7 separate regions of the Mus musculus genome follow, and regions 1, 2, 3, 4, 5 and 7 are each linked to region 6. Evidence: chromatin contacts called from public HiChIP or PLAC-seq and promoter capture Hi-C data. All regions are on one chromosome and are shown on one strand. The core of a region is the stretch at or near the end of the contact, and the rest is flanking DNA. Distances in the headings are between cores, read along the strand shown. Region 1 has its middle 19 kb from the start of Col6a4. Region 2 holds the start of Tlr9 (toll-like receptor 9). Region 3 holds the start of Col6a6 (collagen, type VI, alpha 6). Region 4 holds the start of Twf2 (twinfilin actin binding protein 2). Region 5 holds the start of Col6a5 (collagen, type VI, alpha 5). Region 6 holds the start of Dnajc13 (DnaJ heat shock protein family (Hsp40) member C13). Region 7 holds the start of Glyctk (glycerate kinase).

Evidence for each region. Promoter capture Hi-C pulls out the DNA fragments that hold promoters and counts their contacts. HiChIP or PLAC-seq counts read pairs in DNA pulled down with a chosen protein or histone mark. Capture Hi-C pulls out chosen DNA fragments and counts their contacts.
Region 1: a contact with region 6 is called in an H3K4me3 HiChIP or PLAC-seq map of embryonic forebrain, with 12 times the contacts expected there. The contact joins the enhancer-like site here to the promoter of Dnajc13 in region 6. A contact is called at or near these places in 4 of 39 promoter capture datasets (the 3T3-L1 cell line, embryonic stem cells, hippocampal neurons and 1 more), 2 of 484 Hi-C or Micro-C datasets (both in the G1E-ER4 cell line) and 2 of 115 datasets of contacts at active chromatin or transcription factors (embryonic forebrain and embryonic hindbrain).
Region 2: a contact with region 6 is called in a promoter capture Hi-C map of pre-B cells, with 4 times the contacts expected there. The contact joins the promoter of Tlr9 here to the promoter of Dnajc13 in region 6. A contact is called at or near these places in 2 of 39 promoter capture datasets (hippocampal neurons and pre-B cells).
Region 3: a contact with region 6 is called in a promoter capture Hi-C map of hippocampal neurons, with 5 times the contacts expected there. The contact joins the promoter of Col6a6 here to the promoter of Dnajc13 in region 6. A contact is called at or near these places in 1 of 39 promoter capture datasets (hippocampal neurons) and 1 of 115 datasets of contacts at active chromatin or transcription factors (embryonic stem cells).
Region 4: a contact with region 6 is called in a promoter capture Hi-C map of pre-B cells. The contact joins the promoter of Twf2 here to the promoter of Dnajc13 in region 6. A contact is called at or near these places in 9 of 39 promoter capture datasets (the 3T3-L1 cell line, the C10 cell line, cranial neural crest and 5 more), 4 of 115 datasets of contacts at active chromatin or transcription factors (astrocytes, embryonic forebrain, embryonic hindbrain and 1 more) and 1 of 9 other capture datasets (liver).
Region 5: a promoter capture Hi-C map of embryonic stem cells shows a contact between it and region 6, with 9 times the contacts expected there. The contact joins the promoter of Col6a5 here to the promoter of Dnajc13 in region 6. A contact is called at or near these places in 3 of 39 promoter capture datasets (the 3T3-L1 cell line, embryonic stem cells and hippocampal neurons).
Region 7: a contact with region 6 is called in a promoter capture Hi-C map of adipose tissue, with 3 times the contacts expected there. The contact joins the promoter of Glyctk here to the promoter of Dnajc13 in region 6. A contact is called at or near these places in 5 of 39 promoter capture datasets (the C10 cell line, embryonic stem cells, hippocampal neurons and 2 more), 2 of 484 Hi-C or Micro-C datasets (embryonic stem cells and uterus), 8 of 115 datasets of contacts at active chromatin or transcription factors (the 230-238 cell line, VIP interneurons, embryonic forebrain and 3 more) and 3 of 9 other capture datasets (adipose tissue, liver and pancreatic islet).

Annotation. Positions count from the first base shown.
Region 1 is chr9:106,114,548-106,117,247 of GRCm38.p6, reverse strand. No RefSeq gene overlaps it. Among named protein-coding and RNA genes, the nearest start is that of Col6a4, 19 kb to the right of the region's middle. Within about 2 kb of position 1,252, at least 20 of the 459 cell types and tissues checked have an H3K27ac peak or open chromatin away from gene starts, as enhancers often do. A contact at or near this core is called in embryonic forebrain, where this site is marked.
Region 2 is chr9:106,221,299-106,223,998 of GRCm38.p6, reverse strand. Tlr9 (toll-like receptor 9) reads right to left here and starts at 1,401. Exons shown (of 2, transcript NM_031178.2): 1 at 1,293-1,401; 2 at 1-484. The coding sequence starts at 1,295.
Region 3 is chr9:105,826,766-105,829,465 of GRCm38.p6, reverse strand. It overlaps Col6a6 (collagen, type VI, alpha 6), which reads left to right and starts at 1,381. Exons shown (of 37, transcript NM_001102607.1): 1 at 1,381-1,563.
Region 4 is chr9:106,201,759-106,204,458 of GRCm38.p6, reverse strand. Twf2 (twinfilin actin binding protein 2) reads right to left here and starts at 1,351. Exons shown (of 9, transcript NM_011876.3): 1 at 1,175-1,351. The coding sequence starts at 1,199.
Region 5 is chr9:105,959,225-105,961,924 of GRCm38.p6, reverse strand. Col6a5 (collagen, type VI, alpha 5) reads left to right here and starts at 1,282. Exons shown (of 41, transcript NM_001167923.1): 1 at 1,282-1,379.
Region 6 is chr9:104,261,641-104,264,340 of GRCm38.p6, reverse strand. It overlaps Dnajc13 (DnaJ heat shock protein family (Hsp40) member C13), which reads left to right and starts at 1,411. Exons shown (of 56, transcript NM_001163026.1): 1 at 1,411-1,642.
Region 7 is chr9:106,156,879-106,159,578 of GRCm38.p6, reverse strand. It overlaps Glyctk (glycerate kinase), which reads left to right and starts at 1,441. Exons shown (of 4, transcript NM_174846.4): 1 at 1,441-2,090; 2 at 2,283-2,434. The coding sequence starts at 1,714. It overlaps D030055H07Rik (a long non-coding RNA gene), which reads right to left. Exons shown (of 7, transcript XR_003948237.1): 6 at 2,345-2,586.

The DNA of each region.
Region 1 (2,700 bases), core at 3-2,502, 1.9 Mb before region 6:
GCGGTACCCCAGCTAGAAGCCCATCCACCCGTCCATCCTCAGTCCAATTAAAAGAGCCAAGTTAGTAGAGAAAAGCAGAAAAAAGAGGAAGACAGACAGAGGTTCAGTGTCCATGTCCTATCTATCTCTGGGGTCCTGACATGAGGGCAGGGCTTAAATGTAAAGCAAGAAAGATGTGTAACTAAGTTGTGCAGCCAAGGTGTGGTCCCTGTCCATCACTGCCTCAGCCCAAAGTCTCTCCAGCAAGATCATCTGATGAGTTGTAGATCTTTCTCCTGGAGACAAGTTCCTCTGCTGGGAACCCCAGATATTGTTCTTCCCAGTCAGAGATCCCTGGGGAAATGACTTTCTTGGGATCCATTCTTTCAGTGGTGTGATAACCAAAGAGCAGAGCACAAGAGGTTAAGACAAAACCGCTTCTGCACATCATTTCTGCTGGTCCAGCTTAGCCCCTGTGTGTTGCCCTCCTCTGGATGTGACCGAACATCTTTTGTGACTGCTAGGTAGAATGTATGAACAGACTGTAGTTTCACCAACCGAAGGCTAAGACTGCTGCCAGACACCATGGTCAGCAGCAGAGTGTCTCCCATGTTGTAACCGGCCCTGAACTTCTGGATTAGTAATAGCGTTTGTTCTCAGGTCTTTCAACTGTCTAACAACTTTGCCAAGAGCAGAGATGAGGACAAACTGAGGTAAGATTCAATTCTTCCCTCCCTCCCTCCCTCCCTCCCTTCCTTCCCCTCCCTCCCTCCTTGCCTCCTTCTCTCCCTCCCTCCCTCCCTCCCTCCCTCCCTCCCTCCCTCCCTCCCTCCTTTCCTCCTCCTCTCCCTCCCTCCTCTCCCTCCCTCCCTCCCTTGTTCTCTCTCTCTCTCTCTCTCTCTCTCTCTCTCAGCCTCTTTTTCTTCCTCTCCCTCTCTGCCCCCCTTTTCTTTAGAAACATAAGAGACACAAGCACGCAGTCTCTACTTCCTCTGTGGAAGCTTTGTCCACAGTTTCTCCGACACACATCCCAGTGAGAGGCAGGGTCTATGCCCCTTCCCTGAGGATCTGAGGATGTTGTCTCCGTGGCTTCTCCGTGCCTCCGTGGATAGTCGTGGCCAGGTGTGATGCTGCCACGTGATTTCTGAAGGTTCATCTGTTTCTTTTCAGAATGTCACTATGAAAGACGTTTCCAGCCAGGCTAAGACCGTCCCCTCCCCCTCCCAACTTTGATTTGCTCGTTAATGCCATGCTCCTCCTCCAATTTTACCTTGTCAATCAGAGGCCTCCCTTCTGAGCCCGGTCCCCTCACCCTCTGCTGCTTTCCTGTCAGTAATTACTGCCTGACAGGGCTGAGTTTGCCTTTGCTCCTCCCGCTCTGGAATGGAAGTGTAGCTAATGATTCTTTTGAAATTGTAAATTGGCAATTTACAGTTGTATAAATTGTTGGGGCTCCAAGCGAGGGGAGGATGTATGGATAAAGTGAGCTAAGCTGGTTACATTGGACACCGCAGAAACTCTTTGTTCTGAGAACATTTGGGTCATTCCACAGTTTTGAAATGTATCTCTCTCTCCTCTCAACTGTTATTCAGTATGAGGCCTGGAAGAACTAAAAACAATAATCCCCTGGCCTGAGATCTGTGCCTTTTGACATCACCTCCAGGTTCCCCTCACTCTCCAGCCTCGGTAACCACCTCGCTACTCTCTGCTTCTTTGAGTTTGAATGCTTCAGACTCCTTGTCTAAGTGTCATTGTCTGGTTTATTTCAGTTAGCAAAATGTCTCCAGTCCCATACAAGTCATTTCAAATGCCAGAGTTATTTACTTGTCCTGCCTCTTCCTGCTCCCTCTGCCCCCTCCTCCTGCCCCTCCTGCCTCCTCTTCTTGCCCCTTCCTGCCCTCTCCTCCTGTCCCCTTCTGCTCCTTCTTCCTGCCCCCTTCTGCTCACTCCCCTTCCTTCTCTTTTCCCCTCCTCTCCTGCTCCATGACTCTCCCTCCTCCTCCTCTCTCCTCCTCCCCTCTCTTCTCACTTCACTCTCACCTCCTCCTGTAAAAATCTTAACATCTACTTATGCACGCGCACATGTGTGTGTGTCTGTGTGTGTGTATGGTGAGGAGCTCAGGGCACAGATTTAAAAAAAATTATTTATTATATGTAAGTATGCTGTAGCTGTCTTCAGACACTCCAGAAAAGAGCATCAGATCTCGTTCTGGGTGGTTGTGAGCCACCATGTGGTTGCTGGGATTTGAACTCAGGACCTTTGGAAGAGCAGTCGGTGCTCTTACCTGCTGAGCCATCTCACCAGCCCAGGCCACAGATTTTAAGAGTTCTACTTTTACAACTTGAGTCCTACGGATTGAACTCATCATGGCTTGGTGGCAATCACCTTTGCCAACCAAGTCAGCTTACCAGCTGTTTTCTTCTTAAAAACAATTTGTAAAATGTACTCATTTATTTAACACACACAAGTGTGTGTGACTGAGTGTGTACATGTGTACCACATGTGTGGAAGCTGCAGAGATAAGGAGTCTCCTGGAACTGTAGTTACCCAGGGTTGTGAGGCTTCAGTAGGTGCTGGGAGTTGAACCCGGGGCCTTTGCAAGAACAGCAATCACTCTGGTTGGGCAGGACTATCCTTTGATCTGAACTGTCATCATTTTCAGGAATTGTGCTGGGCCTGTTGCGATTGTCACAGCCGGACCTGTTGATTATTTACCATCC
Region 2 (2,700 bases), core at 152-2,651, 2.0 Mb before region 6:
GGCTGTTAGCATCTAGAACCAGGATGTTGGTGTGGCTCAGGCTCAGATTCACCAGGGAGCTGGGCAGTCGGGGCACAGTGGTGATACCATTATAGCTCAAGTTCAGCTCCTCCAGTGTACGCATAGCCAGGAAGGTTCTGGGCTCAATGGTCATGTGGCAAGAGAAGTGCAGGGGGCTAAGGCCAGTGGGTGGACAGTTCCACTTGAGGTTCAGCTGCCGCAGGTTGGACAGGTGGACGAAGTCAGAGTTGTGCAGGTGGTGGATACGGTTGGAGATCAAGGAGAGGCGGGTGATGTTGGAGCAGGATGCTGCCGCAGAGAAACGGGGTACAGACTTCAGGAACAGCCAATTGCAGTCCACCAGGCCATGAGGCTTCAGCTCACAGGGTAGGAAGGCAGGCAGGGTACCCAGGGCCAGAGTCTCAGCCAGCACTGCAGCCTGTACCAGGAGGGACAAGGGGTGCAGAGTCCTTCGACGGAGAACCTGTGAGAGCCAGGGCTAAATGAGCAAGTGTCTACTGTCATTGTACACTCTTCTACCCTCTCCTCCACACTGGGACTTTCTTCAGGGCTTCCAAGTCGTCTTCAAGTGTTTCCCCACTGCCCCAACAACCAGCCTCCTTCTAGCTACTCAGATCCACCATTTGGGTTTAGGCACAGCCGCTCAGAGCAAGGACACAGAACCAGGACTAGGCTGGAATCCAGGCCCCAGACTTGGAGCTTTTGCTCAGAACACAACCCGTAGCAGAGCCGAGACAGCCTCCAGCAGGCCTACTGGGGCTCTCCCACTTTCTCTTCCTCTCCTCTGGGGCCTCAGCTTTTTCCTCCTGACCACAGCAGCTGCCTGAGATCTGTACCTCCACCCCACCCCCCTGAAGCCTTGCTCCACTAGCCTCCTGGATTCTCCTTGACCAAAATGCAGGGAAGACTGAACCCTTACTGAGGTATAGGTTGGGTTCCATCTAGGCTTTGACGGCACTTGCTGGCTCTTGTTAGCCCCCATCTGACTCCCCAGTCTGACTTGAGAACCCTCAACCTGCCGAGAGGTCGAAGACTCGGAATGAGCAGTGGGTGGCAGGTCTGCAGGCCAAGTGCTACCATTAACCGAAGTCTGGGGCTTTAGCCTCCCCATCCACCCAGCAGGTTCAACTCTCTGCTCAGGGGATGGCTTTTGCTCCAATTCCCTTAGGGTTCCATGAGTGTCCCAAGGGCACAAAGTGGACAGTCCTTTCCATTGCTGTCCCTTCCCATGGTGCCCCTCCCCCCAGGGGGGCTAAGAACTGGGGTCCTACCATGTTGGGAGATGGAGGATTCTCCCGAGGCTCCCTCTGACAAACTGGGCGGCAGAGAATGATGTTCCACACCAGGGTCTCTCAGAGAATTGAGGAAGTGACACTTTCACTACAGCTTAGTAGCTACTTTGTCCCTACCCTGAAAGAGCAGGTGGTACAATGAGTCACACATCATTTGCATAGTCAGATGGCAGACAGATAACCCCCTCAACCCCTTCCTCTTTCCACTCTCCTCCCCACCCCACAATCAGCCAAAGGGTATCACATATGCCCCCCACCCCCCAAAGAGCTGTGGGAAGGAACCAAAACCCAGACTCCAGCCCAAGGTCAATGAGAAACCAGATTTTAATAGCACCAGAGCTAGGCAGAGCACTGACCCTCGTGAGGAGGGTGTCACCTCACTCTCATGCCTCAGTGCCTGTCTCATGGGTGCTCTCGGGACAGTGGCTCTCTCACCTACTCTATCCCCAGAACTCTATGGAGAGCATCTGTGAGCCAGAGGCTGGAGCCAACATCTGCTTTCCTACTACGGCAGCCTTCACATCTCTTCCAGCAATAGTATCTCCCACTCTGCATCTCCACTTCCCGAAACGCCCAGTCAGACTCCAGACCCCAGAGCACAGCAAGCTGCTGGAGCTTCTGAGGTAGGCTGCGGCTGGTCCAGCCAAGATTCTGGCTGATCTTGCTGTCATGTGACACTGTTCCTGGGGAGATGTGAGCAAGTGTGTACTCACCCAAGTGACAGACCAATGACAGACCAAAACCGAGGTACCACTGACGTCCAAGTTGGTTTACCAATGAATTTTATTGGAGTTACTGGTTGAAGTATGGATGAGGGGTTACTAAAAGGAGCAGAGATGACTCAAAGACAGCTGTATCACCAAAGCATAGGTCATGGATACTACAGAAGCTAGAAATGGAGAGCTCATGGCACAATGTATTGACAGCTCAACCTGGGGCATTGTGGGAAGTGGGGATGCAGAGTGGGAGACACTATCCCAGTTGGACAGTGAATTGTCCAGGCAAGACAGTTGGTCTGAGCCTTTTTCAGGCAGCTCAGCTGGTCTCTGCTTCTTTCAAGCTCCTCTGTGCACCTCCCTTTGTCTGAGCGTGCTTCTTAGCAGTCTCCACTGTCCATATAAGCTTAGGGAGGACCAATTGCATCTGGTCACTTTCAGGAACTTCCTGAAGCTTTTTTTCAGTTGTTTATATCCTGAGGTGTTTTTGTTTGTTTATTTGTTTCCTCAAGACTAAGTTTCTAGCCCTGGCTGTTCTGTAACTCATTCTGTAGCCTGCCTCTTGTCTCTTGCGTGCTGTGATCAAAGGTGTATGCCACACCACCCTATCTCCCTGGGGGATGGAATGGTTCACCGGTTGGAAGCACAGCCAGGAGGTCCTTGTGCCTACA
Region 3 (2,700 bases), core at 132-2,631, 1.6 Mb before region 6:
GGAATGGGCTGGAGAGATGGCTCAGTCCAATTCTCAGCAACCACATGGTGGTTCACACTGGTGTGTCTGAAGACAGCTATAGTGTACTCACAGACATAAAATATAATAAATAATTCTTTATAAAAGAGTGTAGTGGATTAAGGCATTTGCTGGTTCCATTTCCTGGGACTCAAGGTAGAAGAGAATCAACTCCATAAAGCTGTGCTCAGCCTCTCTCTCTCTCTCTCTCTCTCTCTCTCTCTCTCTCTCTCTCTCTCTCTCTCTCTCTCTCTCTCTCTCTCCCCCATCCCCCTACACACACACACACACACACACACAGAGAGACATGCACACATAATATATAAGTATAACTTTAAGGGAAGAAAGAAAGGAAGGAAGGAAGGAAGGAAGGAAGGAAGGAAGGAAGGAAGGAAGGAAGGAAGAGAAAAAGAAAAAAAAAGTAAGGTGTGGCCAAAGTTGCAGCTGGTGGATAGTCTGGCTTAAGTCATTCTCTGTGGCAAACCACTTCTATCTTGAACTTGTCCTCCGTGAAGCTGACACTGTGTTGCCAAATGGAACAGGTGGAACCTATACCAGAATTAGGCTGTGGGTTTCATCCCTGTTCGCCCACACACAAACTTACCTCCTCTTCATACCTTCCCTGCCCCAAGATGACCACACAGCAAGTTCCGAGAAGCAGAGTTCCGGTTCTCCCAAAGGGGACTCATGGCCCCCTTTGTCCTTCCTTGCGTTCGTTCGTGTGTTTGGGACTCTCAGATTCTAGCTTAATCTTTAGAATTTATTTGAGAATTAAGCGTTTCTACAGATCTCCAAAACTTGAGCTAGAATTGCCTTTTCTGAGTTTCCTACCCAGCAAATACCTTTCACCTTCTGTCTCCAAGTGTGTCTCTGCATTGACAGTGAGCAGATGTTGCAATTTCAATGGTTTTGTGGCCTGGGCACCTACTCAAGGTGCACAGCAGGTGGTCAGATATCTGTGCTACACTGCACAAGGCTGGATGAATGAAAAGAAAGCGAATAGAGTGACTAGCTTTAGGACAGGGAGAAGGGAGAAGTCTCTACCATTCGAAACCTCTTAGACTACCTCACTGCACCCCATTCCTCTCCTGAGCGGTTAGTACTAGAAGTAGAGAGATTGCTTTGGTGCGCTCCAGCGCAGAGAGTGAAGGCAAGCTCCAAGCACGCCCCAAAGTCCCCACCCTCCACTTTCCCCCAGGGTCTGCAGTCCAGGAGTTTGGGGGCGGTCCACGTTGCAGAGAAACAGGCGGGATAGTGCCAGCCTCCAAAATCCGCCCCCCTTCCCTCTTCTGTCACCTTCCCAAGGCTTGAGCAGCACGCGGAGCCCTGGGGGCCACCAGGGCGTGGAGAGCAGCATTCATCTGCGGAGCCTGGGGCGTGGGAGCTGCAGCCCGCGGGACCCCAGAGGCCAGAGGCTTCCTTGCCGCGCAGAGTCACATCCAGGCTCCCCTGCTCTCCAGCTGCTAAGCTATCCTGTGCTGGGGACTGTGCGCTCTGGGTGTACACTCCTCAAATCCACCCAGGCTGGGTAGAAGTTTCCCTGAGGTAAGTTCAGCAGCCAATGTCCGCTGGGAAAGAAACAGAACAGAGTTAATAAATGGTCAGTGAGGGGAGGCAGTGGATCAGCCAGTTGAGAGAGGCTACGAGAAGGACCAAGGTGAAGAAAAACTGCATTTAAAGGTCTTGACAGTGCCTCTTTGGAGGTTTTCATCCACCCCAGACAGAGTGAGCTGAATTCTATGGGCTCTGTTAGTTGTTTCTCCTTCTCCTTTTCCTCATTCTCTTTCTCCTCCTCCTCCTCCTCCTCCTCCTCCTCCTCCTCCTCCTCCTCCTCCTTCTCCTTTTCTGCCTTCTTCATCAGGGTGTTGAAGAATCAGCAGTATGAGCTAGTCATTCCCTGATTTGGGTTGGGAGTTCCCCCACCACATACTCGGGGTTCTCCTGGAATGAGAGGTGCCTTGCTCAATACTTTGTTCCCACATCCAGCATGGGGCCTGGAGCGTGGCAGGCACACAGAGCCACTTAACCAGGCAAAGCCGTTGCAAGCCTGCAGGTACACAGCATCTATGTTTCCCTGCCCAGTGTCACACTAAACTATTAAAGGTAACGTCAGGGTTTTGTTGGTGGTGCAGGGCATGAGGGAGGCAGGCAAAGCGTGTCTTTTCAAAAATCAATTCCCAGTGACATTCTACTATGAGTGGAGCCCAGACTGCCTGGCTCGTAACCAACCTTGGACGTAATTTCAACCAGAGGCCAGAAGAGGAAGGGAAAACCCTGGAACTAGGAAGTAATGGTTCGTTTCTTTGTGGCCTCTTGTGATAGGATTTCTTGTGGATCCTTTTTAGAAATTATCAGTATGGAGATGTTTGAAGAGGACTTTTGTGAATGCCAGGGAGTCAACAGGGAGAACCGGGGATCATTGAGAAATTGGGGTGTTGCTGATTACCTAAGACTCAAGACAGAACACTAGAAAGCTGTTCTTAAGGGTTTGGTTTTTCCTTTCTGCTATAGACTCCAATAGTCACAGTGCCAATTTAATTTTTAAAGATTTATTTATTTTTAAAGTGTGTCTGTGTGTGTGTAAGGGGAATGTGTGCGTGCCAGTACCTGAGGACTGCTTCAGATCTCCTGCAGCCAGGGTGACAAGTGGCTGTGCGCTGCTCAATGCAGGTGCTGGGGAAA
Region 4 (2,700 bases), core at 102-2,601, 1.9 Mb before region 6:
TGGCTTGTCCATCCACCAAGCAGCCACAACCGCAGGCAGGGATTCCGGCAGTCAGGCTGGTCGATGGTGGTAGCCCTGGTCAGGGAATCATGATGTGGTGGTAGGAGTGGCTGATGGCCAAACCAACAAGCTGTCTGGGCAAGCAGCCTGGCCTTCCCTACTGGCCAGGGAAGCAGCCCTTCCAGGCCCATAACAAATGGGGACAAAATACCTGGCTCCCAGCTATTGCTTCTTTCTTAAGTCTCTCCAAGGAGGAAACTGGGGCCCTGGAGGGGGGCTATGGGTGTCACGCCCTGGGCTGTAGAAGCTTCCTGTAGATGAGGGTGGAGGCAGGAGCTCCCCTATAAAGTCTGAATCCTGACCCGTTCCCCTGCTTCCAGCTTGAAGTTGGGACTTTGCAGGCCTGGCTGGAGCAGCGATAGAGAGATCACAATGGAAAAGGGAAGAAGTCAGAGGCCAAGGTCAGATGTGCAGTTCTCCCCATTCTACTTAAGAAGGAGGGCTCCATTCCAGCTTCTGTCCAACCTAGTCTGCAAGAGTCTAGGGGTCCTGAAAGGAGAAAAGGTCAGGCTACCCTCTCCACACATACACATAAGCCCATGTCAGTCATAAGACACCCATGCAAACACCCATGCTAACACACACATACTGAGATGTGCCTGAACTGTGCACACATGCAGATACCCACAGTTTCTGTGCGTGCAGCCAGGAAACACTGATGTCTGAGATGGAACCTAGAGTGTCCAAAACCAGCCACTAGTGCATGCACACGAAGAAGCCTGGACAGGCATAACCAAGTCTCATCCAGATGTGCACATACTGGACTGTATACAGAGAACATGTGTACACCCATGTACACTTTTCCAGATGTGCACATCCGGGTACACCCCACCTCCAGAAAAGAACAAAAATACCCAGACCAGTATACACAGGCACATCCGCCCCCAGTTGGGTACACAAGATACTTCCACCCTCGCTGTGTGCATCCATGTGCACCCACTCCCAGCTATGTACAACAGTCTGTTCTGCCCCAAGACGTGTCCATCCCAGGGACTCGCGGTTGCAAAAGAGAACAGGAAGCTTCCCAGGAGGGTACAAGGAAGAGAAGGATGAAGGGACCTAGCGCGGAGAACCAGCGCGGCGGAGCCCCTGTCCGCCCTCCATCCGCCCTCACCGTGGATGCCGGTCTGGTGCGCCATGGCTCAGCTTTCGGCTCGCCCGTGCCGTCGGAGTTCTCCTCTTGGTCCTGGCCCGGCTCGACTCGGCTCGCCTGGACCCAGAGCTCCGGAGGATGTGGCGACGGCACCGAGCCTCGCGCAGCTTCCCGGGCGGTGCCGCAGGACCCGCCCCCAGCGCGCCCCGCCCCCGGAGGGCGAGGCCGGCAGAGGCGGGCATTGGTGCCGCGCGTGCGCGCAGCGGGCGCCGGGGTCCGGATGGCCCAGTGCCCGGCCGCTACCACCTTCATGGCCAAGAAGGGGCCCCAAGGGATTGTGTGGGTGGTCCCTTGTAGGCCAGGATCCTGGAGGTCTGTGGGCGGATCCGCACTTGGGCGTGGGAGGGGCTGTGAGCTTGCCGCGGAGGAGGTTTGAGAGTGAGGGCCGATCCAGGCGTACCCGTTTGTGATGGTGAGGTGATCTCAGTGTAGGTGGGCACGCGCTCGTGTGTGGTCGTGAGTGTGAGTGTGTGTGTGTGTATGTGTGTGTGTGTGTGTGTGTGTGTGTGTGTGTGTGTGTGTGTGTGTGTGTGTGTGTGTGTGTGTGTACTGATTTCCTACCAGTCATCAGGTGCACGGTGTCTGGAGCCCAACGCTGAGAAAGTGAATGGCCATAGGAGGAAATGAATTTTGGAAGGAATACGGTAGGAGAGACCGAGGTGACCTAACAAGGCTGAGGAAAGTTTTCCAAAAAGACGGTGCATGTGCTAAGTGTGACCCAGTGGTGGAAGGACTGGAAGTCAACCTGAGGAACTTCCCAATTCCTAATGACCTTGCCTCTATTCCCAGCAGCCTTTCCTACTGCTCTTACAGACTAACGGCCGAATAGCAGCTAGTACTCTTTAACCTCAGAAACATCTCTCCACCCTGGACCTTGTTATTAAAAAATAGATAAACGGGACTGGACAGATGGCTCAGTGGTCAAGAGCATTAGCTGCTTTTGCATAGGACTCAAGTTTGGTTCCCAGCACCCACATGACACAACTGTTCCTTCTTCTGGCCTCCTGGGATTAGACACGGACATTGTGCACATAGATACATGCGGGCCAAACACCCAGACACACACCAAAATTTTTTTTTTACTGAAATAAATAAAAACTTTAAAAAATAGATAACTTAATGAGAGATGGCTCAGTCAGTAAAGTGCTGAGTTAGCATATAATTTCAGATTCCCGGCAACAGAATGAAGACACTTGGCTTTCCCCTTGGACTGTGCAGGGAGGCTGGGGACCTTGGGAGAGGGAGTTTGAGGAGACAGGCCAATACCTATTGGGGCTTATTTGCTTATTAGTCAGCCAACCCAGCCAAATGGAGAGAGAGAGAGAGAGAGAGAGAGAGAGAGAGAGAGAGAGAGAGAGAGAGAGAGAGAGAGAGAGAGAGAGAGAGAAAGCGCAATAGAGGCTGACTGGCTGGCATCCACCTCTGGTTTCCACATTGTACTCTAACATACACAGTGTATGTATATACTACACACACACACCCCAAAT
Region 5 (2,700 bases), core at 33-2,532, 1.7 Mb before region 6:
AATAAATCTCCCGTAATAATACTTCCTAGAGACTTTTCTGGCTCAGGTGGGCGTCTTTTCTTGCTTAAGTAACTCTGCTTGAGAAGGGGATCCCAGTGAGCAAATCTTTGCTCCCTGGGAACTCACAACAGCCCGAGCTTCCCTTTGGACCCGTGAGGGTGAGTTAGAAGTTGATTTTCCCCTCCAGCTCTGGCTTGCCAATATTCTTGCCCCCAGGTGTCACTCTGTGCTTGCTGTGTGGTCAACAACTGCTAAAGCCTGGACAGATCTGAGAGTCCTCTGGAGAGCAAGCTGTGACACTCACATTCAGGAACCCGGGACACCCTGCGCAGATCACTTGGAACTCTGTAGTGAGTGGGTTCAGAGCAGAAGGGATACATTCTTTGGGGACAAACCATTTTACTCGCACACAATAAATTTTTCTTATTAATGAAAAGCAAAACGGGTATTGGTTTACAGAATTTTGTGTTCTCTCTGTAAAAAAGGAAACGACACAAGAAAAAAAAAATCTTAGTCATCCGGTTTCCAATCTCATTTCCCTTCCCCACCTCATTCTTTGTGGGGACACACATGGAAACTTTCTAACATCAGAAGCAATGGCAATATTGGGGCAGGGGTGGGGGTGAGTGTTCTGGAGGTGTTTGCTCAGCAAGGGAGAGCCCTAGTCTCTCGGGATAGGCTTTAATCATTGCAAATATCTCCAGCAGGTGTCTGATATTGATGTGTGGTGAGGTGAAATCTCAAGCACCATACATGTCCAGGAAAGACAAACAAAAGCCCAATGTTAACACTAAGTAAGGATAGCCGTGCTTTCAGACCTGCTAAGCACACCTTTGCTCCTGCCACCCTTCGCCCCCTTCTCCTTACAGAAATCCCAGGATAAAACCTGCGGCTGCTCCGGAGGTTAGCTTTTTCTCTTTATCCTGCTCTCCGTAGGGCATGGCCCTCCTAGGAGATTTTCTCTGGTTTCCTTCTAACTAGCTGGGAGGAACTGCAGAGCACGGAGCCATAAAGTGACTCCTCAGCCCCAGTAGCCACAGTGACCTCTCAGCCAGCTGAGATGGTCGTGGATTTCTGAGAAACTCTGCCTTGCCAAGTTCATGCGGCTTCCCTAAGACCGGTACAGTGGGCCAAGCCAAAAGACAGCTGGAGGCCTCTGACCGCTGGAGTTGAAGTTTGCCAAGCTTTAGAGAGTCCCTGGGGGGAAGCCCGGCCAAGGGCGCAGGGCGGGAGTCAGCGCTGACTTAAAAGAGCTGCTGGTGCTTGGTCAGCACCTGCCCCGGAGCAGCAGGAACCCAGCAGCGAGGTGCATGCTCCAAGGGGACACAGGGCTGCACTGCGGGCTGCCCCAGGATCCTCGGGGACCCCAGGAAGTCTTGGTAAGTGTGGGGTGCAGGGCTCCCAGCCTGAGATTCAGGGTGTAAGGAGACTCTCTTCCTCTGCCGATTTTGCTTGGGTTCCAGAATCGAGGCTCGGAGAATATTGTCACTAGAGGAAACTGAGGTCCCTAGAGCAGCAGTTCTCAACCTGTGGATTGTGACCCTCCTCCCACCTCCGGGTGGTGTCCAATGACCCTTTCACAGGGGCCGCTTATCAGATATCCTGCATATCAGTTATTAAAAAAAATTACACTTATGAAGTAGCAAGGAAAATCGTTTTATGGTGGAGGGGGGCATCACAACATGAGGGACTGTATTAAAGGGTCTCAGTGTTAGGAAGGTTGAGAACCACTGCCCTAGAGGCTGACTCTTAGAATGGAAGAGGACCTCAATGCAGTGTGGTTTCCAGGTTTTTAGAAGCATCTTGGAAATGTTTGCTCGGTGGGAGTGCGGTTGGGGGCTCTCCAACCTAGACCCGCTGAATGTGTATCTGAGGGTCTGCGGACCAGGACGGTGTGTGCCGGACTGCTCTATCATTCAGTCAGCCTGTTGATGTCTAAGGCTCATGTAGAGAGCCCTCATAGAGAGCAGTGGGTGTACTGTGGGTGGATTCCACACTGATCTGATAAACTGTACCGTGGGAATTGGTGTCTGGCCTCAAACTCTGAACTGCCCTGTGAGATTTCCTCAAAGCAGCACCCAGAGCTTCTACAAACACTGCTAAGTTTCTAGTGTGTATGGAACTCCAGCGAAGATCCTGAGCCAGTTAGCTGCTCTCAGAATCTCCACTTTGAGGCCCGCTTCAGCTTCAGTGGTGGAAGCCTGTTAATTAGGTGCAGGGTTTCCTAGCCCACGTGGATGTTGGTTTTCAGGGCTCAGCTGCCCTTCAGAAGTTAATTTTCATTGTTGCTGATGTTGTCTATCTAGCCTGATTGGTTAGAAATTTTGGAAGAGATGTAGTTTATGAATTCTGAACAGAATCTCTAAGAAAAACCCACAGTTGCAAAATATACTATTTTTACGTATATACTTTGGTTTATAGTTTACAAGTAGAATAAATAGGTACACTATTAGTTCCTAATGTGTGTGTGTGTGTGTATGTCCACACGTGTCACTGGTGTGTACATTCAGAGGTCAGAGGACAAGTTGTGGGATTTAATTCTCTCTTTCCACTAAGTAGTCTCTGGGGATTGAACACATATCTTCAGACTTGGCAGCAAGCCATTTTACTAGCTGAGACCTCTTAGTGGTCCCTAGGGCATCCTGGAACTTCTAAGGAATTGGTGTAAAAACACAATTCCCCAAGATTCTGAATCATCCT
Region 6 (2,700 bases), core at 162-2,661:
GTCACTTAGGAACTCTGGGTCAGCCTTTTTTACCAAATAGAAATAGGACCGCCCACACCTAGTTCTGGCAATACTCTAAGGGTCTGTAACATATACAAAGCCACGTAAGCACATGCTTTTATTACCCTGGGATAGGCCAAGGGCATCTTGTTTTGTTTTTCATTGTTGTTTTTTCCCCTTTCCACTCTACTTCAGGTCTCATCTTTCCAAGCAAGCCATTTCTGGCTGCTCACAGGCACTTTTATTTCACTGGGACAGTGTGGGAAAGCCTTCCTAAGGAAAAATCTAGTCGTCTCCAGTAACACAAATGGGTCAGTCGGCCAAAAAGTCAAGTCTGTAGAAACCATTTTACATGTTTTTCATCCCAAAACCTCCATCTATGAAACGATTCAACCACAGACGGGGTCCCTGAGAAATTCCAGTTCCAGGGTTGCTACACAATAATAATATTAGGCTCACCAGAGCATTTAAACCTAGAACTGTGTGTCCATACAAGTTTTTTTCCCCCCACAGAATCACGTTTTAGAGGGTAGTCTGCCCCTCTCACATCTTAGATGAGACACCGTCTGTTGCTCAGAGCTCTGACACAATTGTCATCTGTAACTTTGTTTCATTCTGATACTGTCACTCTCCTGAGTTCCCCTCTTCATATAGTTTCAGTGAGTTCCTATCCAGAGAGCAGTTCTTGAGTCAACTTACTTGAGCTCAAATACTAAGTCTACTACTGTGGAACTACACATCAATTTATTATCTGAAAATAGAGGATAATCCCTATCTCAGACGGCTGCAAGTTAATTGACCTTAAGTAGTTGGCCAATTAAATCCTGGCTCTGGGATCAGAGGTCCAGGAAGGCAGCAGTGTTAACTGTCCCAACACTTCACCCGCAAAGGCCTTTGACCTCTGAGGCTTCGGTCTCCATTATCTCCCTGAACACTCAAAACTTAAATCCGCGTTCAGGGTGTGTCAGTAGCGAGTAAAAGTTATGCCCACGATGCAGCTAAACCAGAGATGCGCACTGAGGCTTTCGACGGCTTCGTGGATGCGCCAGGACACTGAAGACTAGGGCTAGGTAACAGAGCTGCTCCTTTGCAGAGTTACAGTAGCCAATGCCAGCGTCTGGCTGAGAGGCGTGTCTCCAGGGATTCAGGGGGCGTGGCCTCTCGGACCGCTCCAGGGGGCGTGGCGCCTCGCCTTCTGCTTGGGCCAAGGCTCTCTTTCGCTAAGCGCACGCGTACTTCCCGAGAGGCGGAACGGCGGGCGGCGCGCACGCGGCGCTTCCCGGAAGACGGCGAATGGGCCACCGAGGGAGGGAGCACAGTGCTCCCGAGGGCGGGGCGCGAGGCGGAAGCGCCGAGGTCAGCTGACAGGGTCTCGTGACGGCCGGGGCGGCGGCCACGCACGCGCGTTAGGGTTCAGCGCTCGCAAGCCTGGTGGAAGATGGCGGCGTCCAGGGCGAGCCTCTGAGAGGCAGAGGGAGGAGCGGAGGGGTGGGGGCCGCGGCGCAGGAACCCGCGGCGACAGGCCCCGGCGGGGAAAAGGAAAGCGAGAGGGGACGGGGCCGGCGGCGCCTCCATCCTACTCAAGACGTGGAGCCGGCGGCGGGCGGAGCTCGGGCTGGAGCGCCTCCAGCCTCCTGCGAAGGTAAAGCCGCCTCCGGCTCTGGGTTTCTGCGATGCCGCTTCCCACCTTCGGGGACCCGGGGGCTCCGGGCAGGGACCCCAGAGCGGGCGGCGTTAAGCTGCTGTGTGTGGCTCGAACCTGCTGAAGCCGCGATCCTCCGTCCAGGGATCCCTGCGCTCGGACCCTCCCCTCCCCCGGCTCTGAGTGACATTTGCCCGGGGCACTGCCCGGCAGCCCCACCCCTCTCTCTGCCTGGCCGTCTTTTCTCCCATCACTATCCCTGTCCCCCACTTCTCTCGGCAACTCTCCCCGACTCAACTCCACACCTCCTTCCCCTGTGGGCTCCGCCCTCGGGATTCCCTCCTGGATGCCGGCGCCTCCGGTTTTCTTAGGTTAGCGGTCCTGCTTCCTTCCTCTGGGGTCCCGCGTAGACTCGATTTTTTTTTTTTTTTCTTTCTTTTTTCCTCGTCTCAGTTTTGTTTCGATTTGATGGGAAAGGAGGGGCAGCTGCTGTTCTCTTCCTCAAGTCCTTTATCAAACACCAAGTTTTCCCCCCAAGGCTTTTCCTTCTTGTAAAGTAGCCTGGCCTGTTCACTGTTGCCCGTGCTGGGCTGTGATTTCACCTCTGAACGCGGCTTTTGGTGTAGGTGAAGCAGCACTTTGGACGCCCAATGAAGTGGGTGTTGAGAGTACACCTGCGTGCCCCCGCCCCCCAAAAAACCCCTATTGTAAGATGCTAAATTAGCCACTCTTACCTTGAAACCGTTTCCCTAATCACTTGGTGGAAGGATGATGTAAATAAAAATCGCCCCCTAACACAGAGATGAACTCCCAAAGTAGTGATTTTTTACTTCCACGATCTGCTTTTCCCGTTTATTCTATAGTTTAGTTTTTTTTTTTGTTGTTGTTGTTTCTAGTGCCTCATTGTTTAACTTAATTTAGCTTACAGCATAAAAGCCCCTTTAATTTTCATATATAGTATAAACCAATGTTTAAGTTGCAATATCGCAAATGGTGGCTCTGGCTGTTAATACCACATTACGTTCAGGGACGGGACCGCCAGTCCTAGTTGAGAAAAC
Region 7 (2,700 bases), core at 192-2,691, 1.9 Mb before region 6:
CTTTTGCCCTTCTGGGAAAGAGATACAAAATTCACCTAGGACTGAGCTTTATGTTTTGGATGCTAAGATGTGTTTAGTACCAAGCCCGGGGAATCCCATACATGAAAACTGAACATGTTTGCAGGCGTCCCGCGGCAGTGCCCTGTGTATTCCTTTTTACAAACAGTAGTTTCTGGGAAAGCTAGCTGGGAACTACAAGGCTAAATGGCGGAGGTTTGGCAGGCGCTACGTTGTTTAGGAGTGGGATAAACTGTTACCTGGAGTTTTCTCTGTCAGCTTGTACAGAGAATCAGAAAGCCCTAGGTGTCAGGAAAATACGAGCGTCAGTCTCCCAAGCACTATGGAGAACTGGATGACTTTATGCATGCTAGGGAAGGTCTCTCCCACAGGACTACACTTTCAAGTTCCCTTGAAAAGTGAGAGTTAGGCTTCATTGTGTCCCACATCTTGCAAATGAGCTCAGTGTGAGAAAAGATATACTAATACACGCTTTAAAAAAAGCTAGAACCCCATCCCTAGACTCCGCCCTCTTCCACCCATGCTTACGGATACAGTTGTCTTTCTACCTTTTTAGGGGCTTGAATGTAGCTCAGTGGTAGAGCGCATGCTCGCTCGTTACATGGACAGCCCGGGCACAGTCTTCAGTACCCTCCTGTCCCTAAACTTAGATATCTTTTTGCAGCTGAGTCTTTTATTGTTCCTGTATAGTTACGCTGTAGCTTCCCGACCTTTACCCCAAGACCTTTCTGTCCTTCACTCTGCCCAGTGGAGAAAATGATTGTTTGGGCTTCATTACTGGAACCCGGCCTTTGCCTGCTCTAGCACTGGGCTGTTTTTGTTGTGAAGGGTGTAACTCAGGACTTGTTTTTTGCTATCATGGAGCCAGAAAGGGATGTTCCTGGCAAGGCTGATCATGACCAGCTGTATGGGGACAAGGGTGTCTGGTCTTGTCCTATAGATTGAGCCCCATAGCACATGTCCTTTTGCTTATAACCTGGGGACTTGCTGAAGGTCTGACCTTGAGTGAGATTTGTGGTTACTCTTGATTCGTGCCTGGACCACTTGCTGAACTAGCCTGAGTCCTGAGCTTCCTTAGGCTGTGTGCACTGGTAAATCTGCAGCCTTTCCACATGGACCCAGCTTTGCCAGACTGGTTGTATGAGCTAACAGAGCAGGCTAGAGGTCAATGGACTCCGGGTCAGTTGGCTAGACAACCAATAGCCTTTTTTTTTTTTTTTCTTGGCAGTAGAAGTGGTAAAGGAACGTCTAAGGCATAAATGCCAGAAAGGGGGCACTGCCGTGGTGTGAGGGCTTTGGAAGTACAGGATGTGGAAGAAGAATGGCCCAGGGGCCTGCTGGTAGGAACGGCGTCCTTCATGAATGATTAACTTCTAGGCAAAGGAGGTGACCTAGGAGGAAGGTCCACTTAACAGGAACTTTGGACTTGGAGCAGAGTGTCCAGAAGACTGGTGTGTGGTCTACAGAAGAGGACGTGGCTGGGCATCAGGGCTGGGCTTTCAGGGCTGGTGTAAGATCAGGTTTGCTGCAGGCTTCATGACTTCTCCAGGTTTCATTTCAGGTTATGGAGTCCGCCAGTCCTGAGCCCTCGGAGGGGTGGCCATGATGGATGGTGGGGTTCTGTCCGTGGCCTCACTCCTTCTCCTCCCTCTCTAGGCAGCTATGGACACGAGGCTGTGCTGAGAGAAGCGGGGCATGGCTGCGGCCCTACAGGTCTTGCCCTGTCTCCTCCGAGCCCCATCCCGTCCACTCCTCTGGGGGCCCCCAGTGGCCCGGATGACCAGTGGTATGGCTTTGGCAGAACAGGCACGGCAGCTGTTTGATAGTGCAGTGGGTGCTGTGCAGCCAGGCCCCATGCTGCAGAGGACACTGTCCCTGGATCCTAGTGGCAGACAGCTGAAGGTGCGGGACCGGACTTTCCAGCTGCGGGAAAACCTCTACCTAGTGGGCTTCGGCAAGGCCGTACTGGGCATGGCAGCTGCTGCCGAGGAGCTGCTGGCTCAGCATCTTGTGCAGGGTGTGATCAGCGTACCCAAGGGGATCCGAGCCGCTATGGAACATGCTGGAAAGAAGTAAGAGTCTATGGGCGCAGGGGGACGCCCTCTACTGTCCTTTGGAAGAACACCTCCCTTCCTCTTTGATCTCCCTATCTCCTGGGTCTGGCCTGGTTTCTAAATGGGTTATCAGTGGGCCGCTTTCACCTGTACAGCTGAGAAGTCAGGTCGGAGGAGAGGAGCCCACCCCCATCCCTTCTCCCTTCTCAGAGAGATGCTGCTGAAGCCACACAGCCGCATCCAGGTGTTCGAGGGCGCCGAGGACAACTTACCGGATCGGGATGCACTCCGGGCCGCGCTGACCATCCAGCAGCTGGCAGAGGGGCTCACTGCAGATGACCTGCTGCTGGTGCTCATCTCAGGTGTGGGACCAGCCGACAGGGGTGCCCCGAGTACCATATGGTCACAGGGTGAAGTCAGGACCATGGCAGACAGTGAGGAACCTGGAGGGTACCTAGTGAGTGGTGTCAGGTTGGTCACCTCTCCTCAGCTGGAAGTTCACCCTGTTGAACATCTGTAATGGTGAAGGCACAGCTGGGTACTAACACTGACACACATCAGAACCTTTGGAAGACATTGCTGTCTGCAGCGGTGTCATTCGTGCTCCTGAAGCTGAGTTTCCAGACCC